Linked DNA regions of Anser cygnoides: region 2 is linked to region 1. The links are chromatin contacts, called in public Hi-C maps. All regions are on one chromosome and are shown on one strand. Each heading gives the region's core, a stretch centred on a gene start, on an enhancer-like site or on the middle of the called end of the contact. The rest is flanking DNA. Distances are from core to core; before and after follow the strand shown.

Region 1 (2,897 bases), core at 140-2,639:
TCACTGTTTGCTTCTGACTCTGATATACCACCAGAAATACACCAATTTTAATAACCATCTTTTTGATGTCAATGATTTCCCAGGCTGATGTGAGATATTATGCTGACACATGTATCTGTCTTCCTGTTATGTACAAGGCAGAGTATTTTGTAAGAAAAAGCACTGCAAGAATGAGAGCAGTCGATAATTCTCTTGGCTTACCAAAGTCTATTAATTTTAAATTTCTGTCATATAACCAATTGCTTGGCACTTACATTGGCTTTCAATATGTCATTTCAGCTAACTTAGAGGATCTTTTAGATTTTAAAGATGCTATGAAATTCCCGCTGAATACATATAGCCAATTTATAACTATCAAGGAAAATTGTTATAGATGGTTACCCACAAAATAATATGCTTTTTCAAAACCAGTAATTTACTGGCTGCTCTGCTACTAAATTCCTTAACTTGTCCCACTAGCTTAGGTCATTTTGCATTCATTTTTTATGTGCTTGGCATCACCTTGGCATTATTCTTCCTTATTTCCTTTTTATGGAAATAAAAATATATCACAGTTTTTTTAAATGCAAAGAATCTGATAAAAATGTTCTTGCATTGAATCTAATATAAGAGAAAGGTTTTTACCAAAGAAACATAATGGTCTGCTTTGGGTTTTAACTATATTACTATTACTAAATCATCCTCCCCACTGAGATGCATGGGATCTTGGGTGCCTATTTCCTTTTGTTCCTGTGATAATGGCCAGCCTACAACTTAATTTGAATTCACTGAACTATTGCTACGTGTCTTAAGTATGTAGTTGCATGCTTGACAGGAGTGAGGACTTCATTACCAATGTCTCTCACCATTAGGGCAAGAAAAGAGTAACTAGTACTCTCCACTGAACTCCAGAGTCCAGTGGAGGACATAGCCAAAGACCAACCTCAAAGCCATTGACTGACTCCCAGCAGCAGATGCCAGAACGTGTATGCAGCTCCTTTGCAAGGCAAAGGTAAGCTTCTGAAAATTACTTTGTGTAGCGAGGCATTTAAAATCAGCTTTTATTGTGGAGCAGCTCTGTACACAGTGAAGACAAAGAAAAAAAAAAAAAAAGAAAAAAGAAATAAAAAGCAAGCTGTTTGGTGATACGAGTCAAAGGCAGTTTTTCCAAGGCAAGTGGGTGGGCGTAGAAAACATTGCTTGAAATCTTCTGACCCTTTTCCTCCTGCAGCGTGAGCCTGCACCAACGCAAAGCGCAGGCAGGGGAAGGGTTACAGCTTTCCCAGCTGTTCACACAAAAGGACACTTTGCACCTGTTCCCAGTGAATGAAAGTCTGCTTTGTGTAGAGGCAGTTCATCACCCTGCTGGCCTTGGCGTGGGGCCTTGGCGTGGGGCAGGCTGGCCTGGGCACGCTGGCTGGAACCAGTGCCACGGAGGAAGGAGGAGGCCGGAGGGCAGGCCCCTTGCAGCCCGGCTCCATGAGCTCTAACATGCAAACATGCCCCCACCTGAAGGCTGACGTCACAGCCAGTGCAAACAACAGGGATGGCCAGTTAAGCGTGAGCAAGGCAATATGTACTTTTCTCTTTAATCCCAGCACTGTTTAGTTTACCGTGTTTGCTCAAGGCTGGCATGCTTTACACAGCAGCAGCGAGCTATTATTCTGAAAAACCCACACTGTACTGCACCTGTGTGATTATAAAGCAATGTACTTCGCACTTCCTTTGATGTTGTCTTAGATCTACATCTCCCCAGTTGTGATTTCCCTCAGATGCTGCCATCTGATTTGTGCCAGGCCCTCAGTGGGGGTGGGTGAGCTGTGGGACCATGAGGGGCTGCGCTAGCAGGGCCTCTGGGCTGCCTGGGAATGGCCATCCCTCCAGTGACGCCGTGGTGGCAGAGGCATAAGCCGTGGTCAGAGCAGGGAAAAGATGAAGAGCCAGGCATGTATTTTGATATTGAGACAGAGACAGAGCGAGAATTAAAACCAAAGTCCCATAACTAAAATAGCTGCTTCTCCTTTTCTCATGTCAGCTGGTGACCCAGCACTATAAACACTTCTCCTCCTCAGCACAGGGGTCACAAACAGGGCACGCAGGCCACCCATCTGGGCCAGTGCAGCATCAGCAGGATAGACCCAGATTTCCACTCCATCTTCACACTCCAACCTTCAGAGTATATCTCCCCCAGCCCCCACTTTAATCCTGGGGTCTTTACTTTGGAGCTTATAATAAAACAATAGACAGTAAAAGAAAATCCCTGTGGGAGCAGCAATTGTGGCTCTATTATAGAAGCTTAAATTCCCCACCTGCCACTTGACCAGTAAAAAGCTTGGATTCCCCACTCCAGACCAGATTATGTAAAACTATTCAAATCCTGAGTGACAGTATTTATGAAGACAGCTGTTGGATTCTCCAGCTGGGGGAGGCAGGGGCAAATGCAGTGGAGTCCAGCAAGAGCTGTCCTGCTATTCACCCTCCCACTGATGCTTACAATACCTTTATTTTTTTCTTTTTTCCAGGTGGAGGAAAATGAATAAATCAGAGAAATGAATAACTCCCAAAACAACAGTTCTCAGAAATATCCTTAAAAAACAGATATTGATTCAGAGACTGTTCTCATTCTCACTTCTCCCTCCCCTTTCTCTCCCAACCATGTTTGAGTTAGGTTGTTCATCACAAAAAGTGGCAGGAGGTGTGAACTGGTCATTTGTCTATGCCATTCGGCTTAATACATTTCTGTGGAAGGATGCTATCATGTTTTCAGTCAAACAAATGTTTAGCCACTCCCCTTCATCTCACCAAAGCACTGACATTGCCAACAATTGCCATTTCTGGTGGTATTTCAAACTACTGTTTACCAGCAGGGGTTAAAATACAGCCAAACAAAGTGGTTTCCCGTGGCAGGGGTTACTGTG
Region 2 (2,954 bases), core at 226-2,725, 110 kb before region 1:
CATACGGGTCAACCCATAGAGTGAGTTCGCTTGGAAGAAGCTGGAACAGTTCCTGACTGCTCAATCCAATCCGCTGTGCTGCCTGTCCAATGAGAGGATCCATTTTATGGTTGATCCGGATACATCGGTAACCTGATCCCTTGCATGGCTTTTCTGGGAACCAGTGGTGTTTGTAATGTTCTATAAAATAAATAAATAAAAAAAGAAGATTATCCTCCTTAATTCTGTCTTCACAAAGCTGTGCAGCAATCAGCATTCTCTTGCAAAGTTTCACAACTCTAGATGTTGAGACGCTTATTATTTTAGAATCAAGTGACCTGAAAAATCATCGTGGCCTCTATTTTGCTGACAATTTACATAAACGCAGGGTCCCTTGGGGACCACGCATGCACAAAGTTATTGTTTCATCCTACCATACATGGAGAACAATGTCTGCCATCTGAAAGGAGTGAAACGTAACTTCCTAGTATTCACAAAAACAAATGTAACGAAGATTTAACACACAAAGCGGAGAAGTTTGAGGGCCTTGAAACGCCATAAACCAAGGTTAAAAAGTGCCTTTTCAGCATAATTTTGGAGTCGCAGCCAGGCTTAGCTCCTCACGCCGTAAGAGTGACTAAAAATAACCAGGGAAGCAGCCGGGCAGCATTTATTGACTCAAGCTGTATTTCACCAGCGCTCTTCCCAGCCAGTTTTCCAGGGCGAGGTACCCATGGCTTCACTTACCTTCGGAGTTTTACCCCTCCCGACACCCCAAGCCCGGCGCTACTCGCGGCGCAAGGCACTGGCCCCTGCCCGGAGCGCCTGGGACCCGCTCTGGGTGTCACAGAGCCCAGGGGGCAGCCAGGAACCCGGCGCTACCGACCCCAACCCGAGCGTGAGGGCGGCCGCGCGACGCTTCCAGAAGAGGAACCGAGCCGCGTCCTGCCCCGACGGCTCTTACGGGACGAAACCGGCCCCGAGAGCGAGCCGGGGGCCCTGCGGCCGGGCGGCGGCTCCGCCGGCTTTGTCTGCGGGGCGGGGCGGATCGGGGGGGGCGTGGGGGGGCTCCGCGTACAGGGATGCGGGGAGCGGTGCCGGCTCCCGCGCCGCCCTCACCTGCCAGCAGCTCCTGCAGGCTCTGGCTGAAGGTCTGCAGCTGCCGCTCGTTCATCAGCCCCTTGGTCCGCAGGAACTTGGAGATGAAGCCCACGGCCGCGGCGATCTCGCGTATCATGCTGGCCCGGGTGTACAGGGCGGGATGCATGGAGGCGGCGGCCGGCGGGGGCGCTCGGTCGGGACGGGCCGGGTCGGGTCAGGACGGGACGGGCTCGGGCTCGGCTCTAACTGGGCGAGGCGCGGGCGGCGGCGCCCAGCTCACATGGCGGGGGCGGCAGCCTCCGCCTCCTCCTCCTCCTGCGGCACGGCGGCAGCGGCGGCGGCCGCGGCAGCGCTGCCCGCATCTCCTGCGGCGCGGGGCGAAGGGAGCCGCCCGCCGCGCGCCGCCTCTTATAGCCGCCCGCGGCAGGAAGTGGCGTCAGGGCACCGGGGGCGCGTCGCCGCCAATGGGGCGATCGCACCATTGTGACGGAGCTGGGCGGAGGGAGGGGCAGGGACCGCGAGGAGAGGAGAGGGAGGGAGGGAGGGAGGAGGGGGGGTGACGTAATCGGTTGTAAACAAATAGAGCGGGGGCGCGCGGCGCTCGGGAGCGCGCGGGGGGGAGGGGGGGGAGCGCGCGGGGCACGGCGCCGCGCTGTATCCGGGGAGAGCAGCGACACGTCAGCGGCACGGCCCGCGGGAGCGCGGCCCCGGGCGGGCTGTTGCCGGAGGAGGGTAGGAGAAGCAAGAGGGTAAAGCCACCCCCGAGTGTAAAATCAAAGGGGAGATGAAAAGAGCAACGTATTTTGTGGAAAGCTCGACGTGTAGCGTTTGTTTTTTTTTTAGGTGGACAATTCGCTCTTCCCCTCGGTTATTGCACACCCTGCCCCTATGCGAAGGTGCAAATGCGATACAGCCTGGTGTTTACGTGTATGCTGCTTCCAGTCGGAGAGCAGAAACACGACCGTTAGAGGCACATTTAAAAATAATAATATTTTTTTTTCACCACTAAAATGTCTTTGCAATTAAATAATGAACTACATAAAAATAAATCTGTGAAATAATTTAAATAAAAGGTGAAAATACGGCACTTTGGGTTCTGTGATGTTGGAGATGTACCTGAGTAGCGCTTTCAGTCTTTTTTCTGCGCTCAGGAGCTCAATGCCTCAAGGGACTCTGTCTTTGACTCTCTATACACAAGGGAGATGTGCAAAATAACTTCAAAAGATAATCTTGGGAGCTTAAATCCACGGCTTTACTGCATACTAAAAACCTTGGTGTAGTTTCAGAGCGCGGTCTCATCTATTGTTCCGCCACCAGCCTCTGAATATATCTCATTAGTGATCACAGGCTGTCCTGTCCTGTGAGAAGGGAGGAGCTGGTAGGCTGACCCCTCTTCTTGCTGCTCCACAGGTATCAGCCCTCCCTTCTTCCCCAGTGCTTCCCCAGCATGTGTAAGAAACAGCCAGAGCAGCCATTTCTGATCTGCGCATAGGTTGGTGTTTGCTGTTTCCTTTCAGACCTCAAAGCAGCAGATGACTCTCTTCTCCTTTACAACGAGGTCAGTCAACCTACAGGAAAATCCCACTTCTCTTGTACAAAATTGGCCTTATTGTCAGAGCGTCTCAATTACAACAAAATAACTACTGGAAATACTTTAACAAAAAAAAAAAAAAAAAAAAGAGAGAAAGAAAAGAGTGTAACAGAGGTGGCAAGTGCTACACTCATGCTTGGATCCGAGCTTCATCTGGGCCAGTTTCTCATCTCCCCTCCTTAGTGCCAACCTGCATCAAACACTCAGAGGGAGTTTTAGGAACTCCAAAGTAGATAAGTGGTCTTATGTAGGAGCACCCTAAAACAGGTTTAACAAGCTCTCC

What was found. A called contact is a pair of places that touch in the nucleus more often than the background predicts.
Region 2: a contact with region 1 is called in a Hi-C map of liver, with 5 times the contacts expected there. The contact joins the promoter of BTG1 here to the enhancer-like site in region 1. A contact is called at or near these places in 3 of 7 Hi-C or Micro-C datasets (all in liver).

What each region holds. Positions count from the first base shown.
Region 1 is chr1:49,365,298-49,368,194 of Taihu_goose_T2T_genome, reverse strand. No RefSeq gene overlaps it. Among named protein-coding and RNA genes, the nearest start is that of PLEKHG7, 87 kb to the right of the region's middle. Within about 2 kb of position 1,389, at least 2 of the 3 cell types and tissues checked have open chromatin away from gene starts, as enhancers often do. A contact at or near this core is called in liver, where this site is marked.
Region 2 is chr1:49,478,568-49,481,521 of Taihu_goose_T2T_genome, reverse strand. It overlaps BTG1 (BTG anti-proliferation factor 1), which reads right to left and starts at 1,475. Exons shown (of 2, transcript XM_048061167.2): 1 at 1,099-1,475; 2 at 1-180. The coding sequence starts at 1,246.